Linked DNA regions of Mus musculus: region 2 is linked to region 1. A link is a contact called in public Hi-C data. All regions are on one chromosome and are shown on one strand. The core of a region is the stretch at or near the end of the contact, and the rest is flanking DNA. Distances in the headings are between cores, read along the strand shown.

What was found. Hi-C and Micro-C count contacts between places; a contact is called where the count stands out from the background.
Region 2: a Hi-C map of the G1E-ER4 cell line shows a contact between it and region 1, with 3 times the contacts expected there. The contact joins two enhancer-like sites. A contact is called at or near these places in 4 of 484 Hi-C or Micro-C datasets (the G1E-ER4 cell line, embryonic stem cells and trophoblast stem cells) and 1 of 9 other capture datasets (embryonic stem cells).

The regions. Positions count from the first base shown.
Region 1 is chr5:91,463,079-91,467,458 of GRCm38.p6, reverse strand. No RefSeq gene overlaps it. Among named protein-coding and RNA genes, the nearest start is that of Gm42110, 15 kb to the right of the region's middle. Within about 2 kb of position 2,153, at least 5 of the 459 cell types and tissues checked have an H3K27ac peak or open chromatin away from gene starts, as enhancers often do. A contact at or near this core is called in the G1E-ER4 cell line, where this site is marked.
Region 2 is chr5:91,812,704-91,817,083 of GRCm38.p6, reverse strand. No RefSeq gene overlaps it. Among named protein-coding and RNA genes, the nearest start is that of Gm36303, 36 kb to the left of the region's middle. Within about 2 kb of position 2,588, at least 36 of the 459 cell types and tissues checked have an H3K27ac peak or open chromatin away from gene starts, as enhancers often do. A contact at or near this core is called in the G1E-ER4 cell line, where this site is marked.

The DNA.
Region 1 (4,380 bases), core at 904-3,403:
TAGCATTTTTCCTGAACAAATATGCATATTTGATCAGTTATCTTTTTTTTCCCCTAACAGAACAAGAATAGATTAAAGGAGGCTAGGAAGACTCTCGAGAGTTAATTTATTTCCCTCTGTGGAAAAGTGCAGTTATTTCTGTCTCCTTATGTCACTGAGTAAATGCACCTCAGCGAACACAATGCAGGACAACTTTCATACTGAACACAACAGAATGTTGGTGTTGTTGTTTAAGGGTGTCATTATGTAGACAGTGCTGGCCTCAGAATTAGAAATCTGCTTGCCTCTGCTTCTGATGAAGTGCTGCGACTGCAGATGTGCGCCATCATGCCCAGGGACAGTTTGACTTTTATGCCTTTCAGTGTCTTCTATTTTTTTGGTTTGGGGACCACAATGGATTTGTGGCATCTGAGTCACAGCCTTGTACTAGTGAAAGACTTTGTCCCTGAATATTTATTTTATGTTCATTTTTATTTGCCTACCAGGCTGGTATTCCTGCATTCCACTCTTTCCTACAACTAAAGGCAGAAAACATTCATTCTCGAGTAAATAATTTTTTAGTAAGCTGGCAAAGTAGGTGTATTTACCAGTGCTCTATTCATGTCCACTCCTCCCAGAGCTGCTGTATTTCCCTCAGTCTGCCCCTCACACACTCTCCTCCACAAAGTGCTCTGAGTCCTCTCTGCTCTCATTACCAAAGCCTTTATCCAGCTTCTGAAAGAGCAAACGAATCCTGTTCCCTAACAATTTACATGTTGAAGCTTTATATCCCAGTACCTCAGAACATGACTGACTTTGGGGACAGAGTTCTTAAAGTGATGATGGAATTCAAACAAGTCTGTCAGAATGAACCCTAATTCAACTTAATGTCCTTAGAAGAGGGAGCTGGACACTTGTGATATAACTGCACAGGCAGAGGCCATGTGAATGCATGGCAGAGAAGGCAGATGGTCACTTACAGACCAGGAAGAGAGGTCTCTGGGCAACCCAAATCTATGAACACCTGACCTTAGACTTCCATCCTCTGGAGCTATATGAAAATAGTCTTTTATGATTTAGGCCATTCAGGTTATAAGGTTCTGTTAAATCATCCTGGTAAACAAATTTTGTCATGAAATTCCCAGCATCTTGTGTGATTCGGGTCTAGGAAAGAGGTAGAGAGCAAAGGTCAGAGAATGAAATAGTACACAGTCAAGAAAAGAAAGAGGGAAATTGGGGAAAAGTTTGAAGTAGATGTCAGTTCAGTTACTAAAGTAGATGTAGACTTTAGTTACTAAAATCTGGGCATCCAGAAGTGATTTAAAGAAATCTTCTCACCAGCTGCTTTCCTTAAGTGCTTGTAGAACCATGGTGTGGAAATCTTTTGATATTTTCTTATGTTCTTGGCTCTTACATTCTGATTCCACTGAGTTCATCATGCTCATTCCTGCTCTGAGAGTCAATCAATATGCTCGTCATCAAGGCTGCATTCCCCATCCTCACCCCCAGCTCCAGAGATTCTGCTGACTTAATCATTATTACTGCGTCAGGAATGCAAAGATGCAGTACGTGCGGGTGTATCTCTCTCTCTCTGTCTCTCTCTGTTCCTCTCTCTGTCCCTCTCTCTGTCTCTCTCTCTGTCTCTCTCTGTCTCTGTCTCTCTGTCTCTGTCTCTCTCTCTTGCTGTTTCCCTAAAAGTGTCACCTAAAAATGTCCTTGGATGTCTTAGTTTACATCTATAATTCTTGGTTGGTTCTGAAGGATGTACTGAACTTTAGAGTTGGACCTTCACAGAATAAGAACCTCCTTATAATATTCTTGCCAAGATGAAGTTTCAAGCTATCAGAGACTTTCATGAGAGCCCATTCAGCATTTCAGCGGACTTGGTTTTCATTTCGTTGCCTTAGTTGTGTCTCATGATCATTTATAAACTTGAGAACCTGCAGAGGGTAACTATGAATCAACCTACCTACCTGCTTGCTGCCTGCCTGTCTGCTTGCCTGCCTGTCTGTCTGTCTGTAATCATCTATTTCTTTATTTTGAATTTTTAATAAGGCCCCAATCCCCTATTAACCTGGGGAAAAAACAGGATGTGGAGGTCTTTAAGCCTTAGAGAACCTCCCTTCTTAGGTGTAGTTCAGCTTGTTCTGTTTTAGACTGACACCTGGTGGTCACACAGGATCAGCCACTGCCTGGACAGTGAAGAATTTTATCCCAGGGAAGAGTGGGCCACATTGTATGTTGCTCTTGCCAGCAAATACTCCAAAGCATGGGTATTTATTTTTCATTTTCTGTTGTTATATAAATCAAAGTGCCTGCTGGGATTTTACTATACTTCTCGAAAGATTTAAAAATAGGATATTTTGACTGAGCACTTCGGCTTTTCTAAATGTGTCTCAAGGAAACATGCAGACAGATTTATGTATAAGCATGTTTCTCAGTGTTATTTATACCCACGAATTTGGAACACCCCACATGTTTAAAAATACAGATTCTTAAAGTCGATGTTCCAGAACACTCTGCTTTTAAAACATGCATAATGACACAGAGAGATGTTTATAATCCACATGAAGTGTATACAGCTAATGCAAAAGCAAGTGACTCCACAGTTTTACTGTAGGGTTTCTGTATATTCCCCTCTTTTCAGGGCATATATCTAACAGTTTTTGAAAGCAAATCAAAGGAACCCAAAATGGTAAATATTTTATGTGCATCATTAACTGCATGGGAGAGTTCAGTCACATTTTCTTTTGAAAGTTATGAGTCCATTGCAACCTTTCCCCTGAAACTGGCGCATAGACATACCAATATAGTCTATTGGTGCAAAAGGTCACGAACAATGGCTTTGCTGTTCTGAGGCAGGAATAATCTGGGAAGCTCACACACACAGCTGCTTCTTTAGGCAGCTAATGGGTCTCGTGGCTGCATCAAAGCATGCTATTTCTTACGTGGCCCCAAAGATTCATTAATTTCTCCAATTAATTTGAGTTAGGCTTTTCTTCCATGCGTTGGTTAGGATGAGGAGGGAGGTGTGAACTGAATCACTGTGCATAAGGTTCAGTAAGCAGAACTGTATTTTAGCATTGAAGACCCCCCATCTCTTCCAGTACTTCTGGGACATAGATCTGACCATTTCAAACAATGCAAATGTATAAATAGATCACCTCACCTGCTTCACTGGTCCTTTAGCCTCAAAAAAGAAAGGTGAATTCAGCTCACAGTTTTTTGTTTGTTTGTTTTGTTTTTGTTTTTGTTTTGTTTTTGTTTTCTGAAGACCTGGAAGCAGCTGCCTAGGGTACCCAGAGCAGCCTGGTGGCTGGCCACACCTACCTGGAAGGGGCCGCATAATGCTTTGCAGCTCTCACATTGATTTGCTTAATACTCTCAGGCATGATTCTTACAGAATGCTTATTCTGTTTTAACATGTCAACCCTATGAACACCAGGCGGCTACTCCAAGAGGAAGATCAGTCCCTGCTAGCCCAATCCGCAGGTTGAGCTTGTCCCAGTGAAATGATACTGGCTTTTTCATTTAGTCAGTTGGTCAGCAAAACAGTGGCAACTATTGCAGAGAAGTTCCTGGTTCCCCATGCACAGGCATTGCATAGGGACTGGTAAACAGAGGTTTCCAGCTCTGGGTGGAAACACATTGTCCAAGCTTGGCATTGAATAACTTCTGCTGAATTCAGAGCAGCAGCAGCCTCCACATGACTATTTTCCATCTTCAAAGTCGTAAAAATATCTAAGTGGTGAACGTTAGCCAACATGAAAAGATAGGGATCCATCCTATAATCAGTTTCCAAATGCTGACACCATTGCATACACTAGCAAGATTTTGCTGAAAGGACCCAGATATAGCTGTCTCTTGTGAGACTATGTCGGGGCCTAGCAAACACAGAAGTGGATGATCACAGTCAGCTATTGGATGGATCACACGGCCCCCAATGGAGGAGCTAGAGAAATTACCCAAGGAGCTAAAGGGAACTGCAACCCTATAGGTGGAACAACATTATGAACTAACCAGTATCCTGGAGCTCTTGACTCTAGCTGCATATGTATCAAAAGATGGCCTAGTCGGCCATCACTGCAAAGAGAGGCCCATTGGACTTGCAAACTTTATATGCCCCAGTACAGGGGAACCCCAGGGCCAAAAAGGGGGAGTGGGTGGGTAAGGGGTTGGGGGGGTGGGTATGAGGGACTTTTGGGATAGCATTGAAAATGTAAACGAGGAAAATAACTAATTAAAAAAAAAAAGAAAAGATAAATGGGCCTGATCATGTACTATCTATCAAGACTTATAAAGTGAAATTTAACAATAGAATACTATGTGTGCTAAAACTTTTTATCTATAGAGTGTTTTCTTGTTTTGTTTCCCTCAATTTCAACTAAAATCACCACAGTG
Region 2 (4,380 bases), core at 1,339-3,838, 350 kb before region 1:
GGATCTTAGAAGGTCACAGTGTGTGAACTGCTTATAAGACAGAAGGCTAAGCAGGAGTTCTTAGCTTTAAGACTCAACTCACTGTTGGAACTCTACTACACACTATAGGTGCTTACAGTGTCTGTTGCTTCTATGTCTTAGACTCTAACAACAAAACCAATCACGTCAGCCAGAGATATACTCTATACCACCATGCTAGTCAATAACTACCAGGCTGAAAGATGTCAGCATGCTGTTCTACTGTAAAAGCAGGAGCAAGGGCAGTTTCTGCTTACACTGTATCTCCAGCTGGTAGGTCCAGTGTCAGTGACAACTTACTGATGTTAGTGCTGTCTGTGGCCGTGGGAAGCTGGGGCACACAGCTCTATGATGTCCCCCTGAATAGTTTTTCTGACATTTCTCTCTATTTAGATAAAGCTGGGTTTCTTGGCTTCAACACAGAAATGATTTTTCAGGATGAGCCATTGTGAAGCAGAATTGGAGTTTATCAGGAGATTTTTTTGGCATAGATTTTGGTGAAGAAGCTAACAGAGAGACATAGCTGTGGACTTCTCACAGCAGCTGGATACCTACTGCTTTGGTAGGTGCTGAAGTTAACCCCAGGGTTTCTGAGGGATCTTTTTCTCTTCTCTTTGATAAATGAGGTCAAACGAAAGTTCCTGAGGATGTGTTGGGTGGGGTTACAATTTGATCAAATAAAACAATGATCTATAAAGGTTGCACAAGAGGTTGGAGAGACATCTTTTATGGTAGAGGGAGTGACTGGTGATGAGATTCCTATAAAATTGCAGGATCATATCAGGAAAGGGAGAAAGGCCAAGTGTGCTTAGGCCTTATGTGGTCACTGATAGTTTATTCTTGTTTGAAATTCCCCTGCGTATAAGAGACGGTGCTGCTCCGCAGGCTGCCTTCACAGTGAATTCTGTACATTGTCCTGGGATTTTTGACTCTCAGATTGTGAAATGCTTCAAGCAGACCACAGGGTTGGGGACTCCTTTCCCTTCCTGTTCCCTACCAATGTTCCCCGTCTTTCTCTCCTGCCTCAGTATAAAGTAGAAGGAATGTGGTGTACCACGTGATGATGGACTGTTAACTTCTGTTAGCCAACACACAGGAGATGCTCAGTGGCTCTGTATTTTAATAACTACACGGTGAACGGGTGAATAAATTATTTCCTAAGCAGGGCTTTAGACCTTAAGAGGAAGGCATATTAAGCTAGATATTACTATTATTTAGTGGTTTGTCAAATGATGGGCATCTCTTACTCTCTTTAGAAATGTGTGGGAGCTGGGGAGTAGGGGGGGTAGATGCTGTGTGCTCTGTCATGGTCATGGCTACAAAGTGAGCAGTGACCCTTCAAGTTTACTAGAGGAATAGCCCATGCTTGTGATGGACAGGCCAGAGAACACTTTCTCACTAGCTAAGCCACTTAGTGAGAGACAGGAGTGAGAAGGGAAATATAAATACCATACCACAGGGATCCTGGCCTTCCGGAGTAGTGACTGTATACCCACCCAGGATCACAGAGCGACGTTGGTTGTCTTTCAGAGAGAGATGTTAGGAGATGAGAGGAAGCCAGCAGACCACCATGTTCTTTTCTTTTTCTTTTTTTGAGCAGAGGGAAAGTAGATTCTTGCTTTATTTATTTATTTGTTTATTTATTTCTTTTTTAGCAACTTTAAAAGATTTTTTTTAACCTTTTTTTACTGTCCAGTTGTTATCTCCCTCCCTGTCCACTCTCTGACTCTCTTATCCCATACCTGCTCCCACCCCTACCAGTCTCCAAGAGGATGATCTCACCTTCCACCCCCACCCCACCAAATCTCCCCATTCCCTGGGGCTTTAAGGGTTAGGTGCAGTCTTCTCTCACTGGGGCCAGACCCAGCAGTCCTCTGCTGTATGTGTTGGGGGCTTCATATCAGCCGGTGTATGCTGTCTGGTTGGAGGCTCAGTGTTCTTTTCAAAGCCTAAAGAGGATCCAGCTGTTCTCTCTGCCGAGTTTCTCTTCTTGGGCCCATGAAAACTGATACCGGAGTGTTTCGCCACTCTTTTGTGTCTCCAGGCTGAAGGAATTGGTGTTTTATGAGACCGAGCAAATATCTTTTGCAACAATATTGCCTCGGATGATGTTAAATGAAGATATTCTCTCTAACATTAAGAGTGTCGCTCACGACATTTAGATCAAGCACAGGCTAGCTGTAAAAGCCTCCTCCAACGTCGCAGACACCAAAAACAAATGGATCAGAAGAGCCTGTGTTCTTGGTGAATCTTTCTTTCCTAAGGAAAACACCATTTTTGAATTCAGAAGGCGGCTGATTTTATGGACCATAAAACACTCTGATTAAATTACATAAAACTGAGTCCTGGCTTCTTATTACATAAAAAAGATGATAACCATATTTCCCCTTTCACTTTATTTTAAAGACTGGTAGGAAACGAAGCAACCCCCATCCCCGCACCTCAAAAAAGATAAAACCAACTTTACAGTTAAGAATACCACAAAGGAAGTGCTTAGGATGAAGCAGAGGGTGCTGAGAGAGGGTGTGTACTACTGCAGGAGTGAGCTTCTGAAAGCGCTGAGCCACAGCCCTCTCTAGAAGATGCACAGGGTGCTCCGGAGGCATTTGGATTCTTGGATTTCATCAAGGCTACAACAAGTTCAAGTCTCAGGGGCTTCTGTGTAAATATCACCGTCCCCTAAAACCTCTTCTTGACTGAATGTATTTCTTGTTCTCTATCCTAATCTGCTCCCATGCTCCCTGTCACCTTTCTTTGTTTCTAAGATGCTAAAAACTTATCTTATCAGCTCTGAGTGGCCCTTTCCTTAACTAATGTGGATGGTATTTTATTCATCTCTGGGCCTCTGTGGAAGATCTCATCTTTTCCGGTCTGTCTGGACTGTCTCCCAAGTATTATTTAGCCTCCTGGTAGATTGCATTCCTACAAGACTCACTCTTCCTCTTTCAGAAGGAGCTTAAACAGTGACTTTAAAATGCATGCCGATGGCCAGTTTTGGGACATTAGGATAAAAGTATACAATGTTTTAATGGATAGGTTGCTAGTTGAAATAAACATGTAGAGATAGACAGGAAATTATATGGGCTATCTATATTTTTTTAAAAGATTTTTTTCCCTCCAAAAGCACTCCAGGCCAGACTATAAAATCAAATGAACTGTTTAAAAATAATGAGAATTTATTAGGGCATTTGTACACAAGATAGAGATATAAAATATAAATTGTTTTTCTCTGTTGTGGCAAAAATCATCTGCAAATGGAAATAGAAAAAAAAAAAAAACCAACATTCCTTGTTCAATATCTACACAATACTTAGCAGTAAAGATAGCAAAATGTGGGGCCTGCGTAAAGAAACCATAAAATTGTTATTGAAAGACATAAAGCAAAAGCTGAACAAATGGGAAGACACATCGCAGTCCCAGAAAGGGAGGCTCAAGACCAGTAAATACCAGGCCCACCAAGACATGCAAACCAGAGAGTGTGTAATACTCAGTAAAACTCTAAAATGAGTGTAATTTTAGGATTAGAAGAAAAAGGTCTTAAAATTTATAGGGAAAATACTTATGCATAGAGGAGAAAAACCGAGAGAAAAGTCACTGAAAGTAACTGGTTTTCAAATATCAGGATATAGTACAAAGCAAACGGATGGAAAAGATCCCCCCTCTGCCTCCCAAAGACCTGGCTGGATATCCAATATTTACAAAAATGTACCTTCTGATGACTATGCACACTAGGGTTCCCTGAGGGATGAAATAATCAAGCATTGCAATTCGGGAAGGCGGGGAAAGGAATATTATTTATTAAACATTTTATTTACCTCTGTATTATTAATTACACAGAGGGAAATAATACGAAACATCCCTCACATTAGACACACAAATGCCTTCCAGTTTCAGATAAAAGTGATAAAAGTTAAAACATGGATCTTCTATGAAAAGAACTTGAATGGGGATCAAAGATTTAATTAAGATTCATAGCACTCACAAGTGAGGGCACCAATGGGCAAGAAAGCTGGGACAGAAAAAAAATTGAATTTTTATTGGAGAAAGCCTACAAGTTAACATGAAAATCTGCAGAGCCTGGATCCCAATTTAGAGTCAACAGCAAGTGGTAAGTGGTTCTTTTTCTTGTCCTGAGGGCTGAAGGACATCGAGGACATACACAGCCACAAGCATGTCACATATGACAAAGTGCTCTAGTGGAACAATTAAGGATATGTATTGCATTTTGTTTTTCCAAGTTTTGAATATTTTTCATTAATATCAGTAGAGCAATAAATTAGGTGTAGACAAGAAAACAATGTAAAAAACAAAACACCTTCAAGAAAAATCTAAGAGCTATCTACATACCTCTTGCAGGAGAAA